3 separate regions of the Mus musculus genome follow, and all the other regions are linked to region 3. Evidence: chromatin contacts called from public HiChIP or PLAC-seq and promoter capture Hi-C data. All regions are on one chromosome and are shown on one strand. The core of a region is the stretch at or near the end of the contact, and the rest is flanking DNA. Distances in the headings are between cores, read along the strand shown.

Region 1 (2,700 bases), core at 109-2,608, 680 kb before region 3:
CAGGTTGTGAAATTCACAAACAACACATTGGTTTTTTTTCTCCCTCTTCCTGCTGGGGCTGCTACTTTCCTCGTGACCCACAAACCCACTGTTGGGTCTACCTGCTGCTGGAGCCTGTGAGGCCAGAAGGCCACTCAGAAGTTTGAGGCAGGAGGATTGCTGGAGTTCAGGAGTTTAAAGCCAGCCAGGGTGACAGATTATATATTTAGGTCCTCTGAAAATAACAAACAAATCAACAAATAAAAAGACTTTTCCCTCTGCTGAGAGAGACTGGCTGGTTTAGATTGTAAAAGACAATCTCACTATGTAGCCCAGGCTCGGTATTTATTGTTTCATTTCCTTTGGAATGGGGAAGGGGCATGGAACTCACTCTGTAGACCAGGCTGGCCTCAAACTCAGAGATCCACCTGCTTCTGTCTCCCAAATGCTGGGATTAAAGGTGTGTGCCACCATGCCCAGCAATCATGGTGATTTAAATTTTTTATTTTTATTACTTTTAATTATATATTGGTGTGTGCATTTGCATGTGGGTATTGCACAGAGTGCAGAAGCCAGAAGCAACAAGTTCCCTGGACCCAGAGTTAATAGAGAGTCCTTATCTGTCTATGGTGGCTGCTGGGAACAGAACTTGGTCCTCTGGAAGAGCAACACGTGCTCTTAACTGCTGAACCATCTCCTCAGACTGTGGCCTGCAGGTTGCATGCAATTGCATGTAGCTAAGGATAGCTGTGAATGCCATCTAACACAAAATGGGAAAAATTACAATACTATGTAATTAGGGGCTAGAGAGAGGGCTCAACAGTTAAAAGCACTTGCTGCTCTTTAAGAGGACCTGAGTTGGGTTTCCAGTATCCAAGCTAGGATCTGAGTACCTCGTCTGGCTTCCAAAGGTATACATGTATTTAAACATATGGCATGTGGTTCAGCGTGCGTGCACGTGAAAACACACACACACACACACACACACACACAAAATCTTAAAATGCTGGGCTTGGTGGCACACACCTTTAATCCCAGCACTCAGGAGGCAGAGGCAGGTGGATCTCTGATGTTGGAGTCCAGTCTGGTCTACAGAGAGTTCTAGGACTGTCAGGGCTACACAGAGAAACCCTGTCTCAAAAAACAAAAACAAACAAGCAAACAAAAAGTTTTAAAAAATTACTAGATTGGATTAGCAAAACATTTTGAGATTCTTTGTTGTTTGTTTTGTAACTGAGTTGCAGGGTTCTTCAGTCTGAACTTTGTAGATGAGGATGCTGTGTCTCAATGTGAGAAAGCTGGACCGCCCTTGGAGGGTTTCCCCCCAGCGGTGGCTTTTGGAGAGGAAGAGCAGACATTTTGCACATTGCTCACTCTACTCGCAACACTAAAGCAGATAGTTCCAACTTCAGTTTTCTCAGGGTAAAGAGGACTCTGGGATTTTCCTTGCACTTTCCTGCCCCTAGACAAATACCTAGTCTTCGTGGTGACGCCACTCAGACCCTCAGCACCGAGAAAGAGCCAGCGTCCGGTGGGATTCCCAGGTCTCGAGGGTGACGCTTGGGGTTCCGCACATTTGATAGGAGCAGCGGGTCTGGCCCTCCCCCAGGCAGGGCTTTGAAGATTTGGGGCCAGACTCTGGTCCTGGAGGCTGCTGAGCCCCGCCCGCCCCCAGCTCCGGGAGTGCCATGGGACAGCTGATAGCCAAGCTGATGCGAATCTTTGGGAGTCAGGGTAAGCGGCGCACCGGGCAGCCCAGTGACCTCTTTGATTCCGCTGTCTTCTGGGGCTCTTGGGATTTTGGAGTCGTCCGTGAAGACTGACTGGGAACCTTGCGCTGCTAGAGTTGGATTTGTGCACTCCCATACTCTCCATGGCCTCCTGCCTGCTCTCCTCCCACAAGCCCCCCGCCCCCCACCTTGACCCCGCGCTTCAGTGTGCCCAGTGCACAGGGGTGGGAGAGCCTTCTGCCTCTGACCCCACCACCCAGCTGAGCTGTGTGCGACCCTGAGGGCCCCCAAAGTCAATTTCCTGAGATTGTGATTTAGAGCCCAGTGTGCTTCGGACCCTTTAGACGATCGCTGTCTAGAAATGTAGACGGAGGTGGGGTAGGGGGTCAGGAGGGGTGCAGGGGTCCGGTCCGATGGCAAGTGAAACGGTACAGTCTTCGACAGAGGTCCCCCGGACCGCGTTTCTCTGAGCATCCTAGGAAATTGGGGGGGGGGGCGCACACAGAAAGCTGAGATACCGAGCTTTAGCTCGGAGATTGCCAAGGGATGTGTGGAGCCGGGAGAGAAGGCATCCATTCATCCAGACAAGAGCAGAGGGTGAGGAAGAGGCCAGGACGAGAAGCCTACTAGGGACACCCACGCCCGCAGTCGTCCGGGTTGGCTCTGACCTTGCCCTTCCCCTGGATGCCTCCAGAGCACAAAGTCATTATCGTGGGACTGGACAATGCAGGGAAGACCACCATTCTCTACCAGTTGTAAGTAACTACTGGGTGGATAGAGTGGGCTGGGCCTCACACTAGACTGATAGTCATTTGCACCAATCACCAGAGCCCTTCCCTGGGTTAGTGGGTAGTTGTAGACAAGAAGTGATGGGAAGACGCTGGTATGACCTTCCTGATTTAGTGGCTGCTGGCCTGGATTTGGATCCCGCCAGCAATGGGTGACTTCAGGTCCCACGGCCTCCCGCGATCTACCCTGCCAAACACATTTC
Region 2 (2,736 bases), core at 136-2,635, 830 kb before region 3:
TTCATGTATGTGGGTATACTGTAACACTTTTGCTCTTAAAAGTTCATCTTTTTCAAGTTCTAAAACTAAGTAGAAAAGGTCTGACGACAAACTCGTAATTGCTTTGAGCATAAAATTGGAAGCAGTATTAAGGTCTAATTAGGACGGCTGGGATTTATGGTAGTTTTTAATATTTCAGGTTTGGTACATTTTGTAATGTCTCTGACGGAGCAATTTCACTCTCGGTTGTTTCATAATTCGTGGAAAATAGGTCATAGATTTTGGAAGTCTTGAAGGCTGGAGTTAACAAAAAGATGACAGACTACCTTTTATACTAGGAGCGAAATCCAATGGAAGAGTTTCCTATGGGCAACCGCCCCCGCCTACTCGCTCCTACATGCTTGTTTCTCCCGCCGAAATGGCGTCACGCCGTGGCTCTCACGAACCAGCTCTCCGATTGGAGGGTGAGCAGCCGCTGCAGCCCATTGGGCGCCAGCGGCCGGAGGGGCGGGGACGCCAATGGCCCTTGTGCCTTGCCCGCCCCCACCCGATTGACGCCAGCCCCTCCCCCGGCCCAAGGAATGGGTACTGGGCTGGGGCATTGCACCCCCTGATCCCGAGGTGTAGCCTCGCTGCCAGCTCCTGTGCAGAGCTGGCGCTACGTCCTCCTCTTAGCGCAACCAGCTCCTGCCTTCTGGAGCCTGGCACTGAGAGCCATCCGCCCCGCAGGGGCCCCCCAGGCCTCCCTGCAGCACCCCGTAATGCAATTCACCGGGGTGGGGGAGGCGGCGGCAGCACCTACGGCGGCAGCGGCGGCGGCACTGCCCCAACCTAGAGACGTCTAGAAAGAGGAGGAAAATGGCTCCGAGCAGGGACCGCCTGCTGCACTTTGGGTTCAAGGCGACAGTGAGTGATAGAGGACGGGAGCTGGGTGGTCAGAAAGACGTGGGTGCCAGCTCAGGCCGCCGGGGAAGTGATCAGATCAGAGCTGGGGACCCTAGGCTGAAAGCTCAGGTTCCGCGTGGGTCGCTACGTGCCAGTGAGCCCTCGCAGTGCTGGAGGGGATCCGGTGATGTTCCTGTCCCTGTTCTGCTCTTCTCGCCGGTCCGCGGGCACGCGCGCACTCGCACCCGCCCCACAGCACACACACCGTGCCCCCCCCCCCCACGCCCGCGCGCGCACCGAAGCAGGCGCGCACTTGGGCACTTCCCTGCTTCTCCTTGTCCTGGTGGGCTGGCGCCCGGTCACCCCACGTTCCAGGCGCTCGCGGGCTCACCGTCCGGGGCTGCGCCGGGTGGGGGAGGGGTGGGCTCGCGCCGCCGCCGCCGAGCGCTCCTCCCCTCCCCCGACGTTCCGAGGCCCGGGCGGCTCTGCCCAATGAGGAGCGGCGTTGCTGGCAGGTGGGGAGTGTTTTTGTTTTGGGTTGAAGTTGAGGCTTTGGAGAGGACCGAGCTAGCGACTGGCAGTCGTCGCGGCCGCGGACGCCGCGGGCGGTGGTGGAGGCCCCCGCGGGACTCGAGCGGTCGCTCCTCCGCGTCGGCCGGGCGAGCCTCGCCTTGCTGCCGCCGCCGCCTCCCGCTCCCGGAACTCCGGGGCCTGCCCTGGCCCCTATCTTTGCACTCCGCACGCCGCAGCGCCCTGCCCGGGCCGCACCCGCCGGCCCCATGAGGAGGGACGTGAACGGAGTGACCAAGAGCAGGTTTGAGGTGTGAGCTCGGAGGGGTCTCGGGCGGCGGCGAAGGCCAGCTCTCGCACCCCAAACAGTAGCTCGACCGGAGCCTCCTCCCTTGTGCGGCCCGCCACCCGCCCCCGATGCGGCCGCCGGCGTCCTCCCCTGCTTGCGACCCGCAAGCCCCGCGCACCGGCTTGCCTCGCCTTCCGGGAGGTTCGCCTGCTGCCCCTTCCACCCGCGGGCCCTGGCCGGGATTAGCCCTGGCGCCCTAAATCCCCCCTCCCCCATAACACCCAGCTTCCCATTCTCTGCCCAGCCCTTGGCTAGCCTCCTTCCACCACGCAGTGAAAGCACTCAGTCCCCGACTGGCCAGCGCCTGCTGCCTTCGTGAATCTCCACCCGAGCGGGAATCGATTAGTCCTCGGTGGAAGTAGGAAGTTGGGGGTGGTAGTAAACTGGGACGATAGAGGCGACTGTGGGGTTTTCGTGCTGTTTGGATATTCTAATACTTCCTCTTCCCCGTGTAGTCTAATACTTTTGTGGTTCATTGTTTATTGGGAACTTAGATATCTGTTCCGAGAATGCGAGGAAGGTCTGAGAGCCTTCGGAGAACCCATTCCTGGTTTGTTTTGTTTTGTTTTTTTGTTTTGTCTTAAGTTTGTCCTCTGAAAAGGAGGTTTGTAGTCTTGGAATGGAACCGTACATAGTCAGAAAGATCTTTAAAAGCGAGTTCACGACTGAGAAAGGGATTCCTTTGGGAAGTATCCTAAGTACTGGTGAAATGAAATACAGTAGTTTGGAGATGTGCTGGAGGTTTCATTGGTAGGCCGAGAGACAAAGAAACTTACACAAGAGAAAATGTTACCTGGCCTTTTCTGGCAGAGGCTCAGGCTGACTGACCTGTGCTGGGCCCAGGCTCAGTGTTCATCTCACTTGCTGGCTTCCTGTCTCCTCTCTCTTGTTGTATTTTTAACACCCAGTGTTTCCCTTCAGCTCCCTTTAAAAGATAAATTTGAGACAAAAAGTTTGTGGGCTTCGGGTGAAAGTCTCACCTAGGGGCGAAACTTCTGTATAGTCTTAGTATT
Region 3 (2,700 bases), core at 132-2,631:
TTCTGGGAATTGAACTTAGTACTTCTGGAAGAGCAGTCAGTACTCTTACCCGCTAAGTCATATCTCCAGCCCCACTTAGTGGTTAATTTATTGCTATCAATCAGAGTCTAAAGCATACACCAGACCTCTGACAATAGAGAACTGAACCAGGATCCCAGAAATAGTTCCTTACCTGTACAGGCCAAATGTATAGGGCGCTCCAACCGTTCCTGTGGAATGACCAATCCCGCTTTCCTGGCATACTCCAAAAACTCCTTCTCTGTTTTGTACTTGGGTTCAGGAGTTGGGGGTCTAAAACGGCTTTTGGTTTTAACTTGAACTACAGTTGTGGACTGAGTCACCAGAATGGGCTGGGAGATGAAAAAAAAAAGTTAGCGTATAGGTGATTTGGAAAGGATAAATCTATCTTGAGCAAACTGTTTGCAAAGTCTTATAGAAAGACATCCCATTAAAGAATGCTTCAGGAGTTATGAAATGACTATTATGGAGAAACGATATTACTTTTTGAACACCTAGGGATGGCTTTTGCCACAAGCCAATTAATAACCTGTATTCACATCAATCAACAGTAAAAACTTTCCTTTAATACATTCTGCAGTACTACTGTATACAGAGATGATTAAAGCAGAGGTCCTAGTGCCAAAGAACTTTCAGTTTAATTGTAAACCTCACTTAACCCATTTCTGAAAAGAGTGGAATGCTATTACTAAAGCATTAAACAAGATCTCCCTGGCATTTCCCCCACACTTCTGTTTTGCTTTTTCAGAAGCAAATTGCTTCTAGCTCCTAACTGACCAATAAACTTTTACGAAGTCAGGTGACCTTTTCCCTCTAGGATAAGACAAAACTCCTATCCTTTTCAAAAAAAAATTTTTTAAGAATGTAAAAGAGCTGGTTCATCTTCCAAGCCATTACTTTCCTTTTTAACATCTTCTCTCCAAAGACTAGAATTAACGTAAAGAAGCTTAATGCTCAGCCTCGTCTAGGCTGTCTAGAGAGACTTGTCTAGAGGGGATCGCATACACCTCAAATTCTTCTCCAGATGAAGTCTGACTCGTATGGTCCAAACTCAGCAACGCCCACAGCATGATTATTCCCCTCTACTCTATCCTCCTCTTTGTGTCCCTAAAAATTTCATTCGCTTCATTTCTACCCACCTGCCGAGACCACCATCCCAAAGTCCTGTATAAGGAGGACAAGCCCCGAGGTACGGGGGCCGCCATTTTGCTCGCGCAAAGGCCGCCGGGATGCTAGCCTAGCCGCAGATCACCGAGCCGGAGAAAAGGCGCAGAGGGCGGAGCGAGCTGGGGAGTGGAATTTTCCAGGGCGCGCGCCCCAGGCCGAAAGGTGAGTCGCGCGCACGCGCACGCTCTCCAGGGGAGGGGCGCGCGGGCACGCGCAGTGGGTTCGCGCGTGCGCAATGAAACCACTTTGGAAGTAGGGTAAACCGCACGGCTGTCACGCGCCAGTCGGAGACGGGGAGAGCCAGCTGCGCCTGCGCAGGAGGCTTCTGTGGGACTCTGGTTGCTGCATTCCTGGTTCCTTAACACATTGTTACACCTTATTTACAATCGGTGAAAAAAACGAAAAAGTGCTTCCCTCTGAAATCAGAAGCCTTTAAGATAAGTGTTTTCTTTCATTACAAGGAATTCACTGGAGGTATTTAGGGCGAAAATGATAGTTTCTGGGTGTGTTTCTGACCTCAAAATGCAGTATAACCTTAAACCTTTAACCAACCTAGTTTTCTATGTGAAAATTCTTTCATACCTTTCCGTTAGGGAAGCTGACCGCTGTGATTACTGAAAAGCAAAAGGCACGTGGGTTAACAAGAATCTGTCATTTCCCAAAACATATCATTTCCAAAAATACCACTTACCAAATTTGGTAATAACTGGTATTTCAAAATTGTTTACTAGGCGCCTGGCAATTTAAGCATTTTACATATATCAACTTAATCCTCACCACAAGCAATAAATATTCCTGCTTTTACATATATGGTTGGGCCAGAGATACTAAATATGTAATTCAAATTTAAACAAATAATTGGCAGAACTGAGAGTCAGGTACATAGAGTTTAACAACTCCAAAATCGCTTCACATTCAGTGGTTAAAGGAATCCCAGTGTGATAACCAGGTCATCCTGGAGCCACACAGACTATGTAACACATCCTAACCCATGTCTGCCTGGCCTCTGCTCAGTTTCTCGGCTACTGCAAGCTAATTCCCTATCAGTACCTAATATGATTTGGTTCACTCTGAGATGGATTCTTAGGTGGTCACTGTTACTTTTGATTAGCTGTTTTGGAAAATTTGAGGCATGGTGGCGCACCCCTTTAGTCCCAGCACTCGGGAGGCAGAGACAGGCAGATTTCTGAGTTCGAGGCCAGCCTGGTCTACAAAGAGAGTTCCAGGACAGCCAGGGCTACACAGAGAAAACCCTCCCTCAGAAAAATACAAACAAACAAAAACTAAAAAAGAAAATAGAAACTATAGAGATGGCTCAGGTGTTAAGAGTCCTTGCTGGGCTGGTGAGATGGCTCAGTGGGTAAGAGCACCCGACTGCTCTTCTGAAGGTCAGGAGTTCAAATCCCAGCAACCACATGGTGGCTCACAACCATCCGTAACAAGATCTGACTCCCTTTTCTGGAGTGTCTGAGGACAGCTACAGTGTACTTACATTAAATAAATAAATCTTAAAAA

The links. Promoter capture Hi-C pulls out the DNA fragments that hold promoters and counts their contacts. HiChIP or PLAC-seq counts read pairs in DNA pulled down with a chosen protein or histone mark.
Region 1: an H3K27ac HiChIP or PLAC-seq map of bone marrow-derived dendritic cells shows a contact between it and region 3, with 3 times the contacts expected there. The contact joins the promoter of Arl5c here to the promoter of Mrpl45 in region 3. A contact is called at or near these places in 1 of 39 promoter capture datasets (liver) and 1 of 115 datasets of contacts at active chromatin or transcription factors (bone marrow-derived dendritic cells).
Region 2: a promoter capture Hi-C map of liver shows a contact between it and region 3, with 2.8 times the contacts expected there. The contact joins the promoter of Fbxl20 here to the promoter of Mrpl45 in region 3. A contact is called at or near these places in 2 of 39 promoter capture datasets (both in liver).

What each region holds. Positions count from the first base shown.
Region 1 is chr11:97,994,831-97,997,530 of GRCm38.p6, reverse strand. Arl5c (ADP-ribosylation factor-like 5C) reads left to right here and starts at 1,358. Exons shown (of 6, transcript NM_207231.1): 1 at 1,358-1,713; 2 at 2,404-2,464. The coding sequence starts at 1,668.
Region 2 is chr11:98,148,265-98,151,000 of GRCm38.p6, reverse strand. It overlaps Fbxl20 (F-box and leucine-rich repeat protein 20), which reads left to right and starts at 1,385. Exons shown (of 15, transcript NM_028149.1): 1 at 1,385-1,685. The coding sequence starts at 1,644.
Region 3 is chr11:97,314,397-97,317,096 of GRCm38.p6, reverse strand. Mrpl45 (mitochondrial ribosomal protein L45) reads right to left here and starts at 1,381. Exons shown (of 8, transcript NM_025927.4): 1 at 1,158-1,381; 2 at 173-350. The coding sequence starts at 1,223.